2 separate regions of the Zea mays genome follow, and region 1 is linked to region 2. Evidence: chromatin contacts called from public Hi-C data. All regions are on one chromosome and are shown on one strand. The core of a region is the stretch at or near the end of the contact, and the rest is flanking DNA. Distances in the headings are between cores, read along the strand shown. Region 1 has its middle 99 kb from the start of LOC100284492. Region 2 has its middle 46 kb from the start of LOC100284492.

Region 1 (4,935 bases), core at 179-2,678, 140 kb after region 2:
CACCTCACGTAGATATCCGCGCACCACTGGGCACGAATCGCAACGCTGGCGTGGATCGCGGCGTGAGTTCATCGGCGACGAGATGCGCTGAACCTGGATTCTTGTTCAGTTCACTATACCATCGTGATCCCAATAAGTCGTTCTGACAGAGCAAGTTTAGGAACTCTTTCCTCAAATTTTTATGGAACAACCCACTAATCCGTCTGTAGCAAAGTTGTTCTTCAACAAACCAGCTTTGATTTTGTTATAGCAACCTCGATCAAACATCCACTGGATCCTATGCAAAATCGATCTCAAAGTTCATCCTAGTTCACTGTTAGTCGAATTTCAGTATCAAGGGTGACTGATATCTTAACTTCAGGTCCATTTTTCTCCTATTTCCATACAGCTCCAAGGCTTAGTCACTTAATCAAACTTGAACTACTAACATAGCTCTACCATTTTGTTGTAATGACTTGGGGCAGAATCTCCATGGATTAAGAATACAAGGTTCCAAACTTGGTCTAATGTCACTGATTTTAGGGTTTAAGCCATATGGTGCCATTGGGGCTTTTTGCAAATTACTCCAATTTGCTCCACAATACTTGAAAATCTTCCAATGTAAAAGTTGTTTAGTTTTTGATACTCTACCACTTGATATATGCACTTTGGTTCAAAAGTGCATAGAAATTGAAATCACCTTATACGACACAAATTAAGGTTTCCAGGGCTCTTATAGGGTTTTGACTGTTCTAGGGTTTGTGTGCCACTCAAATCCATCAAGTTTAGTCTCTTATGAACATTTCCACTAACTTTTGAGATAATACTCAATTTGGCATCACACACACTGTAATACCCAACTTTGGAATATAAAAGTGTGGAATAAACCTTTTTGTGTGAGGCCTTTTCATTCATGGGAACTATTAGGACACATACTGAAAGAGAATAATTCTTCAATAAAATGTGCATCATGTTGGAATTTATGTGTTGTTGCATCTATAAATAATAAATATAATATTAATGAAAATATGTTAGTGCCCAAATTTGGAATTTAGACCAAACTTATCTCTTAGAAAAGAAAAGAAACAAATGATGAAGAGAATAAGGGAAATATTATATAAATATAAAGAATATATATATATAAATGCACCTGTCATACAAATATTTGAATTTGAATATTTCATCTAAGCATGAACTTCACAACAATATTTGAATTCAAATTTAGAAAAAAAATGAAAAGAAACCAGAAAAAAGAAAAAGAGAAGGGAATTACCCGCGCATGGGCTGAGCACCGCTCCATTTGGCCCATCTAGCCATTTCCTTTGCGCAGCCCTGATCTCGCTTCTGCTATGGTGGCGCCGACATCCGGGGCCCGCAGGTCAGCATATCCCACGCTCGCGCGGGCGGTACACTGTCAGGTGGGGCCGCCAGCTCAATGAACTCCCTAAACCAATGACACATGGGCCCAAGTGGTCAGCTCGATTTCCCCTTCCGGCTGTACACGTTGGTTAGACTGCTCGGTGGGCCCAGCAAGTCAGTGACATCCCCTTCGATGGAATCGCGGGCGTGCAACAGAACCCGAGCTCCCTGCTCATGGCCGACCTCGTCGTACCCGCCCGCTTCGGTCGCGGCCGTTGTGGCCTCGCCCTCGGACTACTTAAGTCTAGGTCGCCTACGCCGTGCGCCCGAACCCAATTGCTTCATCCACGTAGAAGGACCGTGTCGCGCGACTGGTTCCCACCGCCGCCGTGGGAGAAGAATTCTGCTGTAGCCACGCTACGAGTTATCATCGACGATCGTGGCTGGAGAAGGGTCCCTGGTGCTCCTCTAAGTCACACTAATCGTGCGTGTGTCCGAATCGGGGAAGTGTGGCACTAGTGGCGCCGGAATTTCTCGACGGACATCCGCTCCGCCGCGGGGCCATCCTGTACTGTGGACCAGGGTTTGTGCGGCCCAAATCCTCGGTATGTTGCCTGCTTCGAGTTCTCTACCTATCTGTTATTGTATACGATCGTTGAATTTAGTAATAGGTCGTCCAGGGGTCGGTTAGCCGTCGCCGTTGTGTTCTCCGTCGCGGGGATCGGTGACGCTTCCGTGCTCTACGACCGGGCGAAGAAGACGGGGGCGCATCCGTCCGATCTTGCACCAGCGACAGAGATTAGTTCGGCGAACCCGTTAGGTCTTGTTAGATCGGTGCTGTTGATCCTGGATCCTACGGCTGTGATTTCGCCTAGCGTAACAATTCAACCAGAGTGCACCAGGACAGTTCGATCACGATCGGGCGAGTCCTATTGAATACCGATTCGGGATGGGGGTTGATCTAATTTGGGCGCCTCATTCTAGATCGGATGGCCGTGGGACCACGGTACCCCTTCAGACGCAAGAACAAATGAGCCCTTCTGTTTATAGTGATTCAACCAGCGGTCCGTCCTAGTAGATGACTGAGTCTAAAGAGTTTTATAGGTTGGCCCCTTTACTTGTCAGTATTAGTGCACGCAACCCCGACCGTTGATAAAAACAGATAAATGAATATAGAAATCAATTTTTAGTACAAAAATTATTCCAGAAATTTGTATAATTCATATTAAATTCATTTTAACCCCAAATTGATCCATTCCAGTGGCATTAATTTTGTTTTAATATTCTTCATCACCTAGTACCTCTGTTTAGACATGAAACTTGAATTAAAATTGTTTATTTGAATTAATCTATTCTAAGTACTCAATAACTTCGGAAATTCATAACTTAATAACCGTAGATCCAAATTTAGTGGTTCTTGTTCCAATGATCTCGTTACACAGTGTAGAATATTATCATGCATTCTGTTCTATTGATTGGTGTGATGTTAATTTTTGCTATACTATGTATGTTTGTACTGATGCGAGTAGATGAGAAGCCACAGAGGATCCAGGGGTTCAGTAGGTGGAGACTGCTGAGAAGGAGCTCGTTGAAGGCATGTTGTGCCCTTGATCACTTCTTTTTACCTAGTCATATTCTTATTAATCATAATGATCTGCATAGGTTAATTTTGATGGGATCCTTTAGGTTACCCTAGTTTGACTATCTTTATACCTTGACTCTACTGAACTTTTTGAGTAGTACTTGCTATTGCTTTATGTGGATTTGGGTATGGAGATACATTATTCATGTTCACACTCTTATTATCAGTTTATTATTATTGTTCATGTTAAGATCATTATGTTAATTGGAACATGGAGTGACCACCCGGGAAAACAGTGCTACCACAAGGGTGGTATGGGACACCCTTGGCTGATTAATTAGGAAAGCTAGTGGATGACTACCTTACCCGAAAGGGGCAAGGGCAGTAGGGGAGTGGTCAGTGTAGGGAGGTCCTTTTGTTGATTTTGCTACGATGGCGGTCAGGCGAGGGATCCCTACATTGGAGCTTCCTATAAACTGTAGCGGGTTTTCTGAAGCTAGTGGAACTTTGTAAAGGCCTCGTAGTGTTACCCTGCCTCGCCTCCTCGGTAGAGGTGTATGGGATTGGCCTTCTCTTGGTAGATGGGTAACATGACTTATGGGTAAAGTTGCGCAACCTCTGCAGAGTGTAAAACTGGTATACTAGTCGTGCTGACGGTCATGAGCAGCTCGAACCCTCACATGATTAATTTATGGAATTAAATTCAATTTGTCATTTGCATCACATTGGGATTATTTTATTATTACTTTTAATTATTATTACTATGGTTTGGTATTTACTTACACTTAGTAACTGCTAATAAAATTTTGACCAACTTATAAAAGCAATGCTCAGCTTCAACCTTTATTTTGTTGATCAGCCTTACATTTCACATGAACTCCCACCTTTGGTGAGTTCATGCACATTATTCCCACAACTTGTTGAGCTATGAACGTATGTGTGCTCACTCTTGCTGTCTCACACCTCCCATAGGAGAAGAACAGGTGGTTCAAGAGGAGCCGCCCAACAAGGAGTTTGATTTAATCTAGGTGGCGTCTCCCAGTCAGCTTTGTGGCGCCAGGGAAATAAGATTTAGTTTATTTTATATTTATCATTTATTTTGTAAGACTTCCGCTATGTAATAAGTAAATTTATGATATTTATGACATTTATCTCTATGCACTCTGTAATTATATGTGTTGTTCTTCCTTGGCGCACATATGAGACGCAATCGGCTTTGTCCCTTAAATCCCGGTGTGACAGAAGTGGTATCAGAGGAAATGTTGACTGTAGGACGAAACCTAGATAGAAATAGACAAAACCCTACCTACTTACCTTACTCTGATTCTTTCTATACTTATATTGATCCTGTCTCACCTTCTACTGTTCCACTCTCATTACTCATCTTTTCTACTCTAAGACAAGATGGATTTCACACCTTGGAATCCTACATTTATGACCTTTTTAAGAGATAGGAGGCCTAAGACAAAAATTAAAACTATTTTCTCTATTTAAAATATTGGTTGATTGTTCTGATGATAAATGTCTGATTTGCTTCTTTGGTTGATTGAATCAGTATAGCAGGGCATTTTAGCATGTACCACCATAAGGTAATGTATTAGCTTTAGTAGATGACACACTTAGCTAATAAATCCCCCAAAGTAACATGCCTCATAATTACTTGCCTTGTCTACAATCCTTTCTTTCTTACCATATGTTTCTAACTCAGATGGTCAATACCAGGAAGGGTGGTGGAATTGATCTACCCCCAATTGACATAGTCGGAGGATATTTAGACAACCACAACAACAAGAAGAAGAGATGAATCCTCCAAATCCTCCACCAGCCAGAGCTGACCCAGCTGTTGCAGCCCAGATGCGGATAATCCAACAAATGGCTGACACTATGGCGGATATGCACGTGCTGATGCGACAGGAACACCAAGAGATGCATTTAGAGAGACATGAGATGCGCCAGGAGAGGAGGGTGCAACAGCAGCAAGCACCACTGCCACCACCACCGCCACCAGCACTTCC
Region 2 (5,067 bases), core at 850-3,349:
TTGAAGAAGGGAGTCAAATTTGAATGGAGTCAGAAATACAAAGATGCCTTTCACACTTTAAGGCAGCACCTGACAACCGCACCCGTGTTAGCACAACCTGTCACACCCGAGTTTTAGGGGTCCAAAACCCAGGCGCGAAATAATCACCAATTGTGCTAGGATCAAGTCTCACACATATGATGACTCATGGTACAGAAACAAATGTCACAACATTTATATATAACAGAGTTGTGTACAAAATAGTTAAATAATTATATCATATGGAGACAAACGATCCAACAACCATAGTTGACTGGGAGACGACGACCTAGACCACTCATGAACTCATCACGACATCCTTTACACGCCTCATCTTGTGGTACCTGTTCTTGATTTGGGGGATGTGAGTACAACAAGGGTGAGTTCACATAAGTTCATTGCCCAACAAGTTGTGGAGAATAACATGCATGAACTCACCAAAGGTGGGAGCTCATGTGAAGTGTAAGGCTTACCAAAGGAGATGGTTAAAGCTAAGCATTGCTTTTAATGTTGGTCAAAATTTTATTAGCAGTTACTAAATGCAAGTAGATACCGACCCAAATAAATAGGAGATTAAATTAATAATAACACCCACAGTGCAATGCATATGACAAGTTAAGTTTAATTCTTTAATTTAATCATGTGAGTGTTCGAGATGCTCATGACCGTGAGCATGGCTGATATACCAGTTTTACACTCTGCAGAGGCTGCGCATCTTTACCCACAAGTCGTGTTACCCATTTGCCAAGGGATCGCGACTTCCCATTCATCTATGTCGAGGAGACGAGGCAGGATAGCACTACGAGGCCTTTACAAAGTTCCACTAGCTTCCGAAAACCCGCTACGGTTTCTGAGAAGGGCAATATAGGAATCCCTCATCCAAAAAGCCATCGCAGTATGATCGACCCGAGAACCTCCCTATACGTAGCTCCCCTACCGCCCTTGCCCCTTTCGGGTAAGGTAGTGTTCCACTAGCTTTCATAATTAGTCAGTCAATGACGTCCCTTACCACCCTTGTGGTAGCACTGTTTTCTCGGGTGGTTCTCCATGTTCCAATTAACAATACGATCTTATCATGAAGAGTAATTAAAATAACAACATAATTGGAACATGAACATAATAAAACATTAATTTCCCAAAACTAGGTAGAGCAATAGCAAATCTATCCAATAGTTCATCTGTTTGCAAGGTGGGGGATAAATAATGCTAGGGAAATCTATTGGGCCCCATCAAATTAACCTGAGCATGTCACATTGATTAACCAGAACTCTATTAGGTAAAGAAAAGTGATCAAGGGCACAACTTGCCTTAGACTTGAGATTCCCATGTACCAACTTGCTCTTCAAGTGATTCGTAACCTCGCTGCTAGTCGTAGCAATACAAACAAACATGGTATAAGCAAAATTAACATCACACTAAACATAACCACAAACTGCATAATAATGTTCTACGTATCGTAACGAGATCGTAGGCTCGAGAACCACTAAATTTGGAGTTACGGTTTAAAAGTTTTGATTTTCTAAAGATTTAAGTGTGGGGTACAAAAGAAATTAAGTGCATAATTTTATCCTAGATTTCATGACAAAATAAAGTTACTAGATGATAAAGAATATTAATATGAGATTATGCAACTGGAATGGATCAAATCAGAGCTAAAATTTAGGAGATATGAATTTTCTATGATTCTAGGATTATTCTAATACTATCCATTCATTTTCAGGGATTTTCTAGCTTATATAATTCATTCTATTTATTTATCCCGCAATCAGGGACCGCGGCCATCATTTATAAGAAGATCAGGGTCTGTCTTGCAAGAATCCATGAGCCCCTGTACATATGACTGGAGTGCGAGTTGTTTTCAAATATTCATAGACTCTTTTGAAATATTGACAAGCGAAGGGGTATCATCGCATGAGAACCACACGATCCGCAACCCACGAATCAGATTAACTCGCTGCCCTCATTGATTCGACATGGAGCGATGGCCGTTAGATCCAAAATCCACGGACCAAAGATCACCCACACCACGAGTTAGCTTCAGCCTTCCGATCCCCGATCGACGACCCAGAATCTACATTTAATCTGGAGTGCCCATTGCCGGATCAACGACCCAAGCACACATCGGTACACTCTAATCCACATCGCATGCCACGGATCCAACGACCCTTAAGTATCTTCCTCCTTGCGCCCTCCTATCACCGTTTCTCTCTCTTCATGGCCGCCCGACGCCAGCGTGTAATGATCCAGCTGCGTTGAGCCCAAAACCTCACACCAAAATCCTCTACCCGATGCCTAAGACACAACAAATTTGATGGAGGCATACTCACCGGAGATCCCAGGGCGCAGCGATACTCGTCCACACCAATGAGCAGATCCATGGGGAACGCTTCCCCAAGCAAGGAGTTGTGATGGCTACAAGGGTCTCCACACCTGGTTTCGCCACTACTATCTGCTACATGAGCAAGCGATGCTCCCCAACCACCACCCAGAGCCCGAGCGATATCAGCGACGAGTTGAGGGTGCGGCGGCTCTTTTTCCTTCTCGATTAGATGGTGACGAGGCGCTGAGAGATAATGTTGGATGGAGAGGATTATTGGTTCCTATTTATCTGCTGGGAAGACGACTCCGATGTTTGGCGGTTTATGCGGCGAACGACTTCGAGAACCAGCGCGCGATGATCTCGGCTGGCGCAACAACCACGCTGACTGCATCTGGTTTGTTACGAGGAGATGGTGCTGACGAGGGTGGCCCACCCGTCATTAGCTGAGGTCTCCTGGGTCCATATGGCCAAGGCATCAGGCTTTTAGGTGTGGGGCTGGATCGAGCTAGGTTTAGGGTGGCCGGCAGCGGTGTGATGAAGCTGGGCCGGCAAGTAATCAGGCCAAGTACGATTTTTCTTTTTTTATTTATGTTTTAGTTTCCTATTCAATTTCAAATTTGTTTTCAAACTAAGTTCTAGTGTTGATTCACACAATTCAAATGCAACAATCAAAAGAGCATGAGATGCAAGATATTAAATTTTATATCAGTTATTTTACTTATTCAAATAAATTCTTTTGTAAAGTTAGCGTATTCACCAAATAAATTGGAAATCTTTATGTTCAATCTTCTATTAGAAAGTATATCCCTTTTGAACATATAATTTTCTATTCTTATTTATTTTGGAAGAGTTAGTATATAATCCTTACCATGAATTATTTACTTTGGAGGAACTTAACACATATCCTCCAATATTTTTGTTAAAGTAGTTCTAATTATGTGGTTCATGAGAGAAATACCACTTTAGCTAGTAGATGGAAGGGCCCTTTTATTGTTACGTTTTCTTTTCTGGATTTCAATTTAAATTACAATTTCAAAAAAAAGTTTTAGGTTCTATGTTTGATCAACGATGTTTTAGTGTTGCCATCTATTTATTTTAGGAGAGAATAACTTTAAAAGAGAGGGATCCATATCGAAAGACATTTTAATGTTTAATCTTTTGAAGAATCTTTTATAAATCCAAAAATAGGATTTTGGATGTTACACAACCCGACAACACCATGTCTTTCGACGTATATCGCGATGCTTCGGGTACATGACTTGGATGTGTTCTGATGCAAGACAATTGTGTCATTGCATACTCTTCAAGAGCACTCAGGACTCATGAGCAGAATTATCCAACCCATGACTTGGAACTAGAAGTTGTAGTCCATGCTTTAAAAATCCGGAGGCACTACTTGATGAGAGCCCGATGTAACATCTACACTGACCACAAGAGCCTCAAGTATATATTCACCCAGGCTAACCTCAACATGAGACAGAGGAGATGGCTAGAACTAATCAAAGATTATGATCTGGAAGAGCATTGTCACCCTGGGAAAGCAAACGTGGTAGCAGATGCATTAAACCGCAAGTCCCAATGCAATTGCCTGACCATGGATTCTCATGTCATCGCCTTATGCGATGAGTTGAACAGGTTGAACATGGAAGTAGTTTCCTCGGGAACTTTGGATTATATCTCGATCGAGCCAACCTTGCAAGATCAAATCATCTTGGCACAGCTTGGGGACAAGGGAGTCCAAATCATCAAAGATATGCTCACCCAGAAAGTGAAAAAATATAAATGTTTTCATCAAGACAGCAAGGACATATTATGGTTTGAGGTCCGACTTGTTGTTCCTATGGATCATAATCTAAGGAAGAAGATTTTGGACGAGGCTCATCTCACAAAATTTTCCATGCACCCTGGAAGTAACAAGATGTATCACGACCTTCGATCCCTATATTCGTGGACTACGACGAAGAGGGAAATTGCTAAGTACGTGTCTAAGTCTGACACCTGCCAAAGGATTAAAGCAAGTCACTTGAAGATAGCAGGCACCTTACAACCACTCTTTCTCCATCCTGGAAATAGGAAGATATCATCATGGATTTTATTGTTGGATTACCCAATACCTCTCGACACCATGATTCTATCTGGGTTATTGTAGATGGGCTAACCAAGAGAGCTCATTTATTGCCAGTGCATACCACCCACCGAGCAGAAAAATATGCAGAGATCTACATCGATCAAGTGGTATGCTTGCATGGGATACTCAAGACCATTATATCTGATAGGGGAGCTCAGTTCATAGCACGCTTTTGGGAACAACTACATGAGTCCCTTGGAACAACCCTAATTAGAAGCTCAACATACCATCCTTAGACCGATGGCCAAAATAAGAGGGCAAACCAGATTCTTGAAGACATGCTAAGGCATGTGTGATCCACTATGTCAAGAACAGGGACATGTGCCTTTCACTAGCCAAGTTCTCTTACAACAACAGCTACCAAACCAGTTTGAAGATGGTACCCTTCAAAGCCTTGTATGGGAGGAGGTGTCAAACACCCCTTAATTGGTCGTAAATGGGTGAGAGGGAAATCTTTGGGCCTATCCTAGTACATGAGGCTGAAGAAAAGGTCAGAATCATTAAGAACTTAGAGGCTTCTCAAACTAGGCAAAAGAGCTATCATGACAAAAGAAGAAAGCCCCTATAGTTTGAAGTGGGAGATCATGTTTATCTCAAGGTC

The links. A called contact is a pair of places that touch in the nucleus more often than the background predicts.
Region 1: a contact with region 2 is called in a Hi-C map of endosperm, with 4 times the contacts expected there. The contact joins two enhancer-like sites. A contact is called at or near these places in 3 of 25 Hi-C or Micro-C datasets (bundle sheath, endosperm and leaf).

Annotation. Positions count from the first base shown.
Region 1 is chr5:48,886,028-48,890,962 of Zm-B73-REFERENCE-NAM-5.0, forward strand. No RefSeq gene overlaps it. Among protein-coding and RNA genes, the nearest start is that of LOC100284492, 99 kb to the left of the region's middle. Within about 2 kb of position 1,429, at least 17 of the 20 cell types and tissues checked have an H3K27ac peak or open chromatin away from gene starts, as enhancers often do. A contact at or near this core is called in bundle sheath, endosperm and leaf, where this site is marked.
Region 2 is chr5:48,740,777-48,745,843 of Zm-B73-REFERENCE-NAM-5.0, forward strand. No RefSeq gene overlaps it. Among protein-coding and RNA genes, the nearest start is that of LOC100284492, 46 kb to the right of the region's middle. Within about 2 kb of position 2,100, at least 17 of the 20 cell types and tissues checked have an H3K27ac peak or open chromatin away from gene starts, as enhancers often do. A contact at or near this core is called in bundle sheath, endosperm and leaf, where this site is marked.